Regions from separate parts of the Mus musculus genome. Here region 2 is linked to region 1. Evidence: chromatin contacts called from public HiChIP or PLAC-seq data. All regions are on one chromosome and are shown on one strand. Each heading gives the region's core, a stretch centred on a gene start, on an enhancer-like site or on the middle of the called end of the contact. The rest is flanking DNA. Distances are from core to core; before and after follow the strand shown. Region 1 overlaps Gm36287 (a long non-coding RNA gene). Region 2 has its middle 18 kb from the start of Gm36886.

Region 1 (6,429 bases), core at 2,323-4,822:
ATATTGACCCATTCCTTACGCTGAAAGCACCGTAACAAATACCAATTGGATAATGAAAGGGGTGAGCAACATGGAGTGCAAGCCTGTATGCAAATGTCACAATCAAACCATTATTCTGTATGCTACGCTACAAAGGAATTAAAACTGAATCAAAAGAATATAAATATGGGCCAAGGGCTCTGCACTGAATGCCCTGTGCCCCCTCTCTACAGTGCCCAGCACGGAATGGCAAATGTAAAGTCAGACCCTATAGATCAGGAAGATGGGAGTCAGGGGTCTCAGCAGGGGAAGCTTGTGAATGAGCTGCAGAGACCAGGTCTACCCGACTGCACTTTACCTTGGGACCCACCCTGAGCTGCCCACACAGCTGTTCTGTGCTTGGGCTTTGCCAGGAACTGACCCTCCAGCTTCTACACAGGTCCTCCGGAGGACTTCAAACAAAGAAACCTGGCAACCAAGTACCGTTGCAGAAGAACACTGGAAGTCACCACCACGCTTGCTGGATCCCTTTCTCTCAAAGACAGGTCGCTAGTTCTTTTATTGAACAACCCATGGTTCTGTGCTCTGGCCGTCCAGAGTGACCTGCATGACCATAGGGTAAATGAAGGCACAGAGGTCTCGTGAGCTGTCTGTCATCTAGCACTAAGATGTGATGTTGGAGCCAGGCAGTGGTGGCACATGCCTTTAATCCCAGCACTTGGGAGGCAGAGGCAGGCGGATTTCTGATATGATGTTGGGATCTAAATCCAGGCCACACATGTAGCTCCAAAGTCTACCCACCACAGCATTGGTCAGGAAGATGACTTTGAAATTCAGCCCTTAGTGGCTTCCTGGGTCATTAGGACTCACAGCCCAGAATGTAGCTAGTGATCAAGTGAACAGAGGAGAAATCTCAACTGGTTTGCTCTCACCTACTGATGCCCGTGGACTTCTGGGTCTCAAAGGACACAGAGGTATCAACAACCCAGAAGACCACAGAAAGAAGGTGCTGGAAGCCAAGAGCAGATGCCATGGGATGGACTCCTTGCCAAGAAGTGCCAGCAATGTGTAGTTAAAGAATTAAAGTCACGTGACCAAGCACTGAAAAAGAGCAGGTATCTTTTCAGCTGCCCTGTATTTAGCATTCAGCCCACCCCTCCTCCCCTCCCTCCCCCTTTCTCTGCCCTGCCTTGTGACAATTATAACAACCTATCCTAACTCTCGAGCTGTCTTCACACCACCTTTTGGGAAGGTTCCGGAGGAGTTGCCATGTGTACTTCACAAGATGGTAAGGATGGTCGCACCCTTAATAAAATAACTATGGCTGTTTGCTTAAAATGCAACTTGCTGTTCAGGAGAGTCCTTTCTTGCAAATGGAAACTAATTCTCACAAATATTTTTGATGAATGGGCTATTCTCTCTGAATAAATACTTTTTGCTCTATTTTTATGGTGGCTAACAGTTTGTGGAGCTGATTTTTACATCCCATGTAAGTGATACAATGTAACCCACTAGCCTATGGTTGGGATACAGTATAAGTGAACCAAACAGACTAAACTGAACTATCCAATCTAATTAGTACAATGTCCTCTAAGGGGTGTGGTTTTATTGGGGATGAGGAGGTTGCCTTGTAACACTGAAGTCGCACATGATCTTCATGACCAAGTTAAATCATTAAGTGCTCATGAAACTCAGTCTTCACCTACCCATTCACACCTTCATAAACCCTCCAGAAAAGATCTCTGCCCCACAGCTCTCTGTTGTCTGTCCAGGAATCTTCTGTCTACACAGATAAAGTCTCCCTGTAAACCTTTCTGTGTATCTGTGGGCCTTTTGGTTTTCATGTGGTAATATACGTTGGCATCTCCAAACAAAGCCTGCCTTGTCTTGCAAAGGTCAGTGTAAGCTTCCACGTGTAGCTGTTAGGATTCCTCTGCTGCCCATCTAGTCCACAGCTATGACAAATCTTGCTGCTGAGCGAGGCTCTCTATTGGCTTAGTTTTGCTTGCACCTCCACAGTACACTACATCTGAAGGGCGAATCCCTAGAAGGATCGGCAGCCACAACGTGCACACTCTTGTGTGACTAATGTGCAATGTAAAATTGCCACCAAGTAACGCAAGATCCTAGCCTAGGCTGGAGTATAGTGCTTGCTTCCACGCTCAAGAACACTGTTCCTTCCTGCCATGGTCATCACAGCAGATGACCCAGTAATGGTAGGCACCTGGCACCTCATTCTGATTGACCCTCAGGAAGTGGAGGCATTAAGCACCTTCTCATAACTCCACAAGGTGTGATGTCTAATCTTGGTTGTCAACTTGACTCCATCTGGAATTGACTAAAACTCAAGCTACTGGACAGATCTCTGGGAGATTTTCTTAATCAGATTATTTGAGGTGGACTTGCTTCCCACAGCTTGCTCAAACTGCTTTCTTATAGAACCCAGGCCATAAGTCCAAGGGTGGCTCCACCCACAATGAGCTGGGGCCTCTTTCATTAAGGACTTGCCTAGAGCCCAGTCTTGAAAGGGCATTTTCTCAGTTGAGGCTCCCTCCTCTCTGACAACTCTAACCTGTGTCAAGCTAACGTAAAACTAGCCAGCACAGCTTGTTAATGCTCAGAGCATTCCCAGGGATTCATAAGTCCTTGGGGTTTAGGGTTATACAATGATCGTTTCCCAGGGTACAGCTACCCTGGAAACAGACTCAGCATAGTCACAAGTGGAACACACACACACACACACACACACACACACACACACACACACACACCATGAACCACTTGGCAATGGCTTCTGCTTCTTCTACTCTTAAATTAACATTCAGTCCAATGTGAAGGAGCAATAGTGAATTCTTTCTTCCTTTCTGGAAAGATCTGCCTGAGATAAAATGTCTCTCCACTCAGTGAAAACCCTTGAAAAAAATTTATGACAAGCCCAGTTTTTGGTTATTTGTTTTTGTTTTGTTTTGTTTTGTTTTGTTTTTAAGACAGGGTCTCACTGTGTAGCCCTAGCTGTCCTGGAACCCTATCTGTAGACCAGGCTGGCCTCAAACTCAGAGATTCAACCTGCCTCTGCCTCCCAAGTGCTGGGATTAAAGACATGTGCCACCACTGCCCTGCTAACAAGCCCAGTTTTTTTTTAACACAATGTTAAAACAAGAATCTAAGTCTTGAGTTGGCTCAAGCCTGTCCTGTAATCAAAATTGGTGTTTATGTGTATTAAAGTTCTCCTAGAGCCAGCCATATGTCTCAGCAGGTCAGGCACCGGCCATACAAGACTGACACCTGACTTTGATCCCTGGATCCCACATAAAGGTAGAAGGAGAGGCCTGCCTGGGAGATGCTGTCCTCTGACCTCCACACCCACACCACAGCAGAAGACACACACACATACAAACAATGGGTTTTAAATTACCTCTGTCTGAAGGCCAATGTCATTTTCACTAAAATACTCTTCAGATCAAATAAATATCAAGGGTTTTCTTTGGACTTTCTCCTTCTGAGGCATGTGCTTTCTGGGAAAGAAGTGTGGGTAAGAATATAAAATGAGGAGAAGCCAAGAAGAGGAACTGTGAACTATCCATGGTCACCCAGGGCCTGAGAAAGCAAGCAGCCAACTCTGTCCATTTGCCCCCTGGGGAGACACAATGTTCCTTCTCTTTCCTCCTTCCTCTAGTCCAAAATGCCCTGTCAGAGATCTGGTATGAACTCTGTACTCCCACAAGAGTGGGGAGCAGCACCCTTCAGTTACATGCACATTTTAAACTTGTGGGGGGTTGATTCCTCTGCCTATAATGTTATTCTCCCCTTCCACCCTTTAGCCATCAAGCCAATTCAACAGTACACACGGTCCTTTCCTAAACAAGTTGTTCCAAGATGTTCTGTGTTCCAACCAATCCTAAAGCAGGGGCAGGAAGCCTTTCCAATAACACAGGGCCCAACTCTTGCCCCTTGCAGCTAACTCCCTACACTATAGCTCCAAAATTAAGACAGGGGGCCAGAAATGGGAATGGATATCTGTAATCAGGAATCAGAGGCAGGAGGATTGCTACAAGTTCAAGTAGCTTGAACTATGTAGTCATTATCAGGTCTTCTAAGGCTATACAGTAAGACCCCATCTTAAGTAAACAAACAAACAAGAAAGATTGGATGCTAATAAGATGGAGGACTCTCCAGGTTTTCTATGCTGTAGCTGTCTGGGCATAGCAAACATTTCACAGTTCAGAGGCCCATGGACATGGATCAGACACACACAGTTTGCTCTCTAAGAGATAATCTGCCGACTGCCACTGAGTGAAAGAATGGAGAACTGTGAACTCCATAGATGTGAAGAGCAGAGAATCCCCCCTGTTAGTGTGGCTTTTACAGTAACAGTAATTTTACCTTCCCCTACCTAACTCAGCCCCCACCTCCCTGAAAGACTCACTGAAACAGGTTCAAGTGTCTGTAATGCAGGAGGCAGTCGGGACACAGACTCTGGGCCTTTCTGCACTATCTATGGAAATGCTGCAGCTTAGATGCTTTCCAGAACATTCTAGCTACTTGACCCAGAAATCCCCTTGCTGGGAACCCGCCCTAAGGAAATTATTCAAAAGAACAAGAATGCTATCCATGTGCCGAACCATTTCACTGCACTGGTGGTCTCTATAAATTAAAATAGGAATGGAACATCAATCTTCGACATCTGGACAGCGAAAGAAAACTGTCACATGACAGGGTGGAGACGGCACTTCTCCGTTAGGAGGCTGTTCTCAAGCTCATCGCTTACCTGTCTCTAGCTGTCCTTCTCTTTGTTTTAGAGAATGGTCGAGGAAACCGTGTGCTTTTGTTTAGTTAGGACAGTGGAAATGTGGGGCTATGCTTTTAACTCCTTTGAGATTTTACTCCAAGGAAGTCACACAGGCTACTCTGCTCTTTCCTCATGGGAACAATGTAGGTGCCCAGTAACAAGGGATGTGTTAAACAGCAGACACACACCCGAAGGACATTGTGCTGCCAATCAAAGCTATCATACAGAATATGATGCATGACTCCAAAGTATGGCATTCTGCTCAGTGGCATAGAAGGGTGGTCTGAAATGTTAGATGGAGAAAGCAATGAACTAAATGCACTTTACAATCTTATTTTCCTCTAATTTCCTCTAATTTCTTTAATTTTTTCATTTCAAATAATAATAAAAATTTTGAACACAGAAAAAAAAAAGAGTGTTCCTAGAGGCGAACCTCATAATTTAAAGGTAAAAATATCTAAGGTTTAAATGTTAAAACTAAAAAACTCTTAGAAGGAGAAATCTTAAGATCTTGGACTGTATCTTGTCTTTATAAATGTATAATAAGAGCCTGGATTAAGTAATATTCCTAAATCCTGACATCAACCAGTGGGGCAGGGAAGAATAAGCTGATTAAAGAAACTGAAGACAGCCCAGGAAAGGTGGGGAGTCTTCAAATCGCCTATTCCATAAAGGCCTAAGATCCAGAATTTATTTAAAAGGTGGAGGGTGGATAATGAGAATGAAAGAGGAGAAGGAAGGGGAGGAAGAGAGACTGGAAGAGGAGAAGAGAGAAAAGGGGGAGGAGGAAGAAGATGGAGAAGAGAAAGAGGAAGAGAGTGAAGACGAGGAAGAGGAAGGAGAGAACACATCCAACCCCCACAGTGTCAGGAACTTCATCAAAGTGGTATACTAGTAGAGGGACCATTAGTCCCTGGGACTTCAACAGTGGAACAGGCAGCTCTCAGGTCAGGGGTAGCAGAGGTGTTTGTTCCCTCTGGGGCAGGGCTGGGACCTGTGTCTCTGAGTTCAACCACAGGTCTGAGCTCTCTGTCCTGAATTACCAGGAAAAGAAGCCTGGGACCTATCCACACGATGGTCAGGCAGTCCAGACACAAGGACGCAACCACCAGATCCAAGCTTCAGTTCCAATACCCTGAAAATGAAGAAGCCAAGGGGTAGAGATGGAACATCGCTAAACTATCGTGACTCTGCCCTTAGAGCCTCTCCTCTGGTTTTTCAGAGAGTCCCCGCACGTCTATGTCAGAGGTTTTCGAAAAGTCACAGGCAAATGGAACAGGAGTCCTGGCCCTACCCCCGACTCCATGGACAGGGATGGCACCACGTCCCTCACCTTGTGTAACAGGAAAGGACAAGGGCCCTGCAACCCATGCATTCTCTCTGCCCCCACCTCAGAAACCGTTTGTCAGTTTCTCCACCAGGCCTGGGAATGAGGAAGGTACTAATTTGATCATGGTTCTGGAAACAGGGCCTGGCAGAGCCAAAGTCAACTAGCCACCAGGAATTACCTAACCCAACACAAGGGGAAGCTCAGGAGCTTTGTCACTTTAGCAATTGACCTATTATTTTATTGCTGATAGAGAAAGGAAAGTGCCATCATAAATTAGCTCCTCGCTCCTTGAGGAACTCCTCAGTGATACTCTAAGGCAGTTCTTAACCCT
Region 2 (6,429 bases), core at 2,014-4,513, 340 kb before region 1:
CACAGACTTGTCCATATGCCAATCTGCTGGAGGCATTTTCTCAACTCAGAGATGCTGTCACCACTTTCCAGATGCCTCTAGCCTGTATCAAGTTGACAATAACTAAGCAAGACAATATTCAGATACCTTAGATTCTATGCTCCATTTTCCTGAGTTTAGCATCTCCTCGGGGAACTGTTACAATGATGGTTCTCTGGGCAATTTCTGTGTATTCTCCATTGTTATTTCAGGCAAAAGCTGCTTTAGTCTGGTGTCGACCCAGAATAAGCTCCAAAAGGAAGCTACCCAGAGAGGCACTGGTACAGTCTTCACATTACAAATGAAGGGAGGTGCCTATCTGCAGACAGGTACAAAGGCGATATGTACTATAGGACAGTGAGAGAGCCCTGGATGATTCTAGCACATACTTGGCCTTCAGATCTTCATTTGGCTTTTGTAGTATCCCTGTACTGTACACTGAGGAATTAACCAATTTCAGCTTATTCAAAGTTAAGATCTGATGCACTGCTCCAATCAGAATTAAATTTGTGTATATATAATCATTTAAAATGTATTGTAATGTGAATTGTTGCCTGGAGTTTATAACAGAATTTTATTTTATTTTATTTTACTTATTCACTTTACATACCACTCACAGCTCCCCTCCAGGTCACATCCCTCCACTACCCCCATATCCATCTCCCCTATGTGGGTGGGACTCCGGGCCATCCCCCTACCTTGGCATTTCAAGTCCATTCAAGGGCAGGCACCCCACCCCCACCCAAACCCAATAAGGAGCTCAGTCAATAGAACACATCCCACACAGCCCCTGGGATAGCTCCCTTTCCAGTTGTTTGGGACCCACACAAAGGCCAAGCTGCACATCTGACACACATGAGTGGGGAGGCCTAGATCCAGCCTAGATCCCAGGAGTATACAACTCCTTGGTTGGTGATGGTTGGTGTTTCAGACCCTGAGAACCCCAAAGGTTCAGATCAGCTGACTCTGTTGGTTTTCCTGTGGAATTTCCATCCCCTTCAGGCCTGCAACCCTTCTGGCACTCTTCCATAAGAGTCCCCAAGCTCTATTCACTGACTGTGGGTATCTGTATGTGTCTGAGTCAGCTGCTGGGTAGAGCCATCAGAGGACAACATACTCACGTCTGCAAGTATAACAGTATATCATTAATAGTGCTAGGGATTAGTGCTTGTCCATGGGATGGGTCATAATTGGTTGGCCATTCCTTCAGTCTCTGCTCCATACCCCGTGTCTGCACTTCCTGTAGACAGAATAAAACTTTTGGTTGAAATTTTTATGGGTGTGTTGGTGTCTCTATTGCTCTATTGGGGGTTCCTGTCTGTATACAAGAGGTAGTATCCTCAGGTTCCACATCCCCAACATAGTGTGTCACAGTCAAGGTCACCCTGTTGATTCTTGGGTACCTCCCTTATCCTAGGTCTCTATCTGGTCCTGGAAATGCCCCCACATCTCCACCCCCATCAAGCAAGACCTCTATTCACCTTCATGGCCATCTAGTCACACACCCCATCCTTCTTCACACCACTCCCCTCCCCATATTCCTCCTCCCAGCTCCCTTCCCCTCCAACTGCCTCTTATGACTGTTTTATTCCCCCTTCTCAGTGAGATTCAAGCTTCCTAAGTGGATATTTTTAGCTCAGTTGTCCCTTCTGGTCTGTAGATTTGCCCTCCAAGTTTCTACTCCCAGAGGACAGTTCTGCTCTTCTGTAGTAGAGCAGTATTTCTCAAACTGTGGGTCACAACTCCCTTTGGGAGTTGAATGACCCTTTCAAGGGGTTGACCAAGACCATCAGAAAGCATATATATTTATATTACAATTCACAACAGTAGTATCATTACAGTTGTGAAGCAACAACAACAATTTTATTGTTGGGGGTCATCACAGCAAAAGGAACTGTATTAAAAGATCACAACATTAGGGAGATTGAATACCACTGTGGTAGAGGAAAGAACTTATTACAAGGGTGAGAGAAAGAAAACAGAGAACTCTCATTATAATGTATAACTGTAACATGATCTTTTCACTATTAGTAATGTCTTACTTTTCCTGACTCACAAATTAAGCTTTATCATAGGGACAGGAGAAACAGTTTATGTAAGGCAAGGTGCTATCTAGGGGTCTTAGAAGATATCAAAATGGATAAAAGGGAACAAGCTAGGTGATAGCTAGATCAGTGCATGCTTGCTGTGCATGTAGGAGGACCTGAGTTCAAATCCCAGAGCCCAGTTAAAAAGCTGGGAGTGGTGGTATATACTTGAAGTCCCAGCCCAGAAGATACACAGAGGAACACAGGTGGGCCCCTCTGGCTTGCTGGACAGTCAGTCTCTTACCTTCACATGCATATGCACCCATGTACCCACACACATGTATATACACACAGACGCACTTGCATGGGTGCACACACACACACACACATACACAGAAGAATGAGACAGCTGCCACTCTTACAGTGAGAAAGGGAAGTCCTATTTATTGAAGACCTATAAGTCCCAAAACTGACCAGGCCATTTGTGCTCCTGATATAACTATATCCTCATAGACATCCTAAGCAATAGACACGCTTCTACCGGAGACATGAGTCTCAGCCACATCTGAGTATTATGCTTTGAGCCCAAAGCTCTTCTGGCTAGTTTTCAGAGGTCTGTGTTTCTCCACGTAGTCAACAAGAAACACGGAAGACAGTAGACTTCTGGGGAGTAGGGACCGGCTGCTCTTTTCTATTTAAGGGAATCTCAAAGCACACACCATAAGTTATCCTCTCCTCAGCACTCTTCACAGGCACTGGGTCCCGAGCCAACCCTCCAGCTTGGGACTCGGCAAACTGGTCTCACCTCCTGTTGGACAGCCACAGTGAGGCACAGATCCAGCATGCCACAAAACAGGGCTTCCTTCACCTGCATCTTCCTCTGTACATGGGTGACTGACAGCACCAGGTTGCTGAATACCTTTTAAATTTTAAACACATACTCAGACTTTGCAAGATGCCAATTTTCACCCAACCCACTAAGCACTAGCCACCCAGCTCACCAACCATTACTTATTCTTCATGCTCTGTTTTTTATTGAGTAACCCCTGTCCTGAATAATCCTTACTAAGGACCCCACTTTTTCTAAAGGAACAATCATATACAATATTTAAGTAAGCAACCAGTTTTGTTCTTCCTCATCTGGAGCCCAAGGGAGGAGCCCACTGTGGTGCAACACTAGTCCCACTGTCTGCTGTGCCCCAAGACAGCCCTTCTAGAAGCTCCCACAGTGTGGCAGCTCAGTTCTGTTCCTAGTAGTCAGTTTTCCTTCCTCTTAATACACTGACAGTTGCGTTTTAAGAATAGAGCGATTTTCTCATCCTGGGCTTGTCATACAAAACTATTGGCAGAAATATATTCCAGGGACAGCTTTTTAAAGTCTGTCTGCAAACAGCTCTGAGACTAAATTTGTGTCCCTGAACTAGGAGGGACAGAGCTTATTACAGAGAGAAGCCCAGAGGCCCAAGAAGGTGGAGTCCTGGCTCACCCCAACAGGAGGTCTAGACAGCAAGTGTCTATCAGTGGATCTGTGCACCCATGTACACACCCATCTACTCTGCTCTCAAGTGAGTGAATTACACTTATGAATTCAAGGCAGTTGTTTCACTCCTTAAAATTGGTGTTGAAAATCCATACTCACTATATTCATATAGGCTCGTCTTGCAAGGTTTCCTACAATATACTTGAAGTAAATGCACTTTGCAAAGCAAGAATAGATTCTATGTGCTTAATTTAAAACAACGGTTTCATTGCTGAGTGATTTTTCACATATAAGTTAGTCCCCCACATTCACTCTCTGCTCCCAGTGTTCTCCTCGGTGGTTCTATGGCCATGTCCACTAGAATACAGACATGTTTTTCTCTTGCCTGACAGTCACCTCTAGCTGCAGTCTGGATGTGTGTTTTTTAAAAGAACAGGTGATCCAGGAAGACAGCGTCCCTTCTCAGACCAGACTGTGTTCATGGTGGTAGCTCATTTGTGAACTCTTTCTGGTTTGGTGAGCTTGAAACTGATGGGTGGCCAGAGTCGGCCAAGTATTTTATTTTTAACATAACAAGTTGATCTGGGGAACCCTTCATATCAGTGTCTGGTGCTTCTGTGGGTAGAAGAGGCAAAGGCCTATCAGTTTTCACCAAAAGGGATTTATTTTTTACATTAAAACAATCACTATTATGAATAAAGAATTTAATATTATTCTGTTGATAAAATGAGGTTTAATAAATGAGGTATACAGTTATATTTAAAATATCATGAATCATTTTTCTAACAATAATTAAATATATTGGAATTAAATATAGAGATAAAAGAAAATTATACCATATTTACACACCATAATACATATGTGAATGTGTAACTATCAATCCATCTAGTTACCAACATGCCTAAACCGTGGTTCTGCCTATGGGAATACTGGGGAGACTTTCACATCTAGGGGATGGAGAGATGGCCCAGTACTTGCTGCTCTTCCAGAGGATCTAAGTTCAGTTCGCAAAACTCATGTCAGACAGCTCACAACCACCTGTAACACTAGCTATAGGATATCTTATGCCTTCTTCTGGTTTCTGCAGGTACACACACACACACACACACACACACACACACACACACACACACACACATAAAAATAAATATTAAAAGCTAAAACTAGCCGGGCATGGTGGCGCACGCCTTTATTCCCAGCACTTGGGAGGCAGAGGCAGGCAGATTTCTGAGTTCGAGTCCAGCCTGGTCTACAAAGTGAGTTCCAGGACAGCCAGAGCTACACAGAGAAACCCTGTAACGAAAAACAAAACAAACAAGCAAAAAACAAAAACAAAAAGGAAAGAAAGAAAGAAAGAAAGAAAGAAAGAAAGAAAGAAAGAAAGAAAGAAAGAAAGGAAGGAAGGAAGGAAGGAAGGAAGGAAGGAAGGAAGGAAGGAAGGAAGGAAGGAAGGAAGAAAGAAAGAAAGAAAGAAAGAAAGAAAGAAAGAAAGAAAGAAAGAAAGAAAGAAAGAAAGAAAGAAAGAAGGAAGGAAGGAAAAAAGGTAAAACTATGTTCTCAGAAATTCTAAATCTTTATGAGATCATCTTGTGTCTAAACAACAAAAACACTAAAATTTCCTTTCAGATAAAACCTATATGTTACAGTCAATCCTTTGTCAGCAGAGGGACATGGCAGCATTGCCTTGTTCTCTAATTCTGAGAATATTTTGGCCTTTTGAATATTCTAAATCTAATTCACACATAATAAAATGGAGATATATTTCCCAAAAGGCTTGAGAATGGTTTCTTGGAAACTGGCTTATGACATAAGACTACATGGCTTATGACATAAGACTACAGAGTAGAGCCAGTCAGAGAAGGGTCTTCCTCTGATGTGTGACATTCATTTACCATGCTCTGCTATGCTTTGGTATATTATGAGCAATAGCTACAAGTACTCTATTTTCTTGTTGGCACAATTGGTGAAAAAGTAAATGATCCATCAATTCAACAAATAGCAGACATAGTGGGTACCAGTCTAGAGCCTGCAGAAAGTAAGAGGATGGTTGGAGATACAAGAATCAGGACCAGCTCGTCCAAGGACCACCCCACTATACAACATCCCTGCATACTATTTTTCCTTTGCAGGGTGATTTTGCTTCCTAAGGAGTTTTGGGCTTTTTTACTTTTTTGGAAACAGAATCTCCTATATCCCAGGTTGTCCTTGAACTGGCTCTGTAGCTAAGTCTGCCCTTGAATATCTAACCTCCTGTCCCAACCTCCCAAGTGCTGGGATTACAGGTGTGCACCACCATAGCCAGTTTTACACGCTTCTGGGATCAAATTCAGGCATTCCTGCATGGTAGACAAAGACTCTACTCAGTTACCAGTTGCACAACTGTGCCCACTCTGGTATTTGCTTCTACCTATAGCTTACCTATTGAGGTTTGACTGTGAAATGCCCCCCCCCACAGACTCTTGCTTTTAAAAACCAGGTCTCCATCCAGTGGTACTGTTATGAGAGGTTGTGAAATGTTGAGGCCTGGCTGGTTGGCTGGTATGGGTGGAGTCTCTGGGGGTTACAGCTGGTCCAACTTAGGATCCTGTCCTACATTCTGGTCCTGACATCATATGAGAAGCTTCAGGGAACATCTCTGAAGCGATGGACTTCTACCATCACGCCTCCTTGCCACAAGAGATGGAAATTTACAGAAACTATTAACTAGAATATATTATGGGTCTTAAAAGTTTTTTCCATGGGTTACTTATTTGGTCACTAATCCCCGACCCTTGCCCTGTGTGTCTGTTTTGCTCATTCTTAGGATAGTAGACTATGTTAAAAGTCTATGACAGAGATATCCCAAACATCATGACCAAGACCATTTACTGAAGAAACCATTTGGAACTCATAGTTCCAGAGGGC

What was found. HiChIP or PLAC-seq counts read pairs in DNA pulled down with a chosen protein or histone mark.
Region 2: an H3K27ac HiChIP or PLAC-seq map of bone marrow-derived dendritic cells shows a contact between it and region 1, with 2.4 times the contacts expected there. The contact joins two enhancer-like sites. A contact is called at or near these places in 2 of 115 datasets of contacts at active chromatin or transcription factors (bone marrow-derived dendritic cells and regulatory T cells).

What each region holds. Positions count from the first base shown.
Region 1 is chr12:25,148,039-25,154,467 of GRCm38.p6, reverse strand. All of the region lies in intron 4 of Gm36287 (a long non-coding RNA gene), which reads right to left. Among named protein-coding and RNA genes, the nearest start is that of Gm36287, 12 kb to the right of the region's middle. Within about 2 kb of position 3,572, at least 7 of the 459 cell types and tissues checked have an H3K27ac peak or open chromatin away from gene starts, as enhancers often do. A contact at or near this core is called in bone marrow-derived dendritic cells, where this site is marked.
Region 2 is chr12:25,489,810-25,496,238 of GRCm38.p6, reverse strand. No RefSeq gene overlaps it. Among named protein-coding and RNA genes, the nearest start is that of Gm36886, 18 kb to the right of the region's middle. Within about 2 kb of position 3,263, at least 16 of the 459 cell types and tissues checked have an H3K27ac peak or open chromatin away from gene starts, as enhancers often do. A contact at or near this core is called in bone marrow-derived dendritic cells, where this site is marked.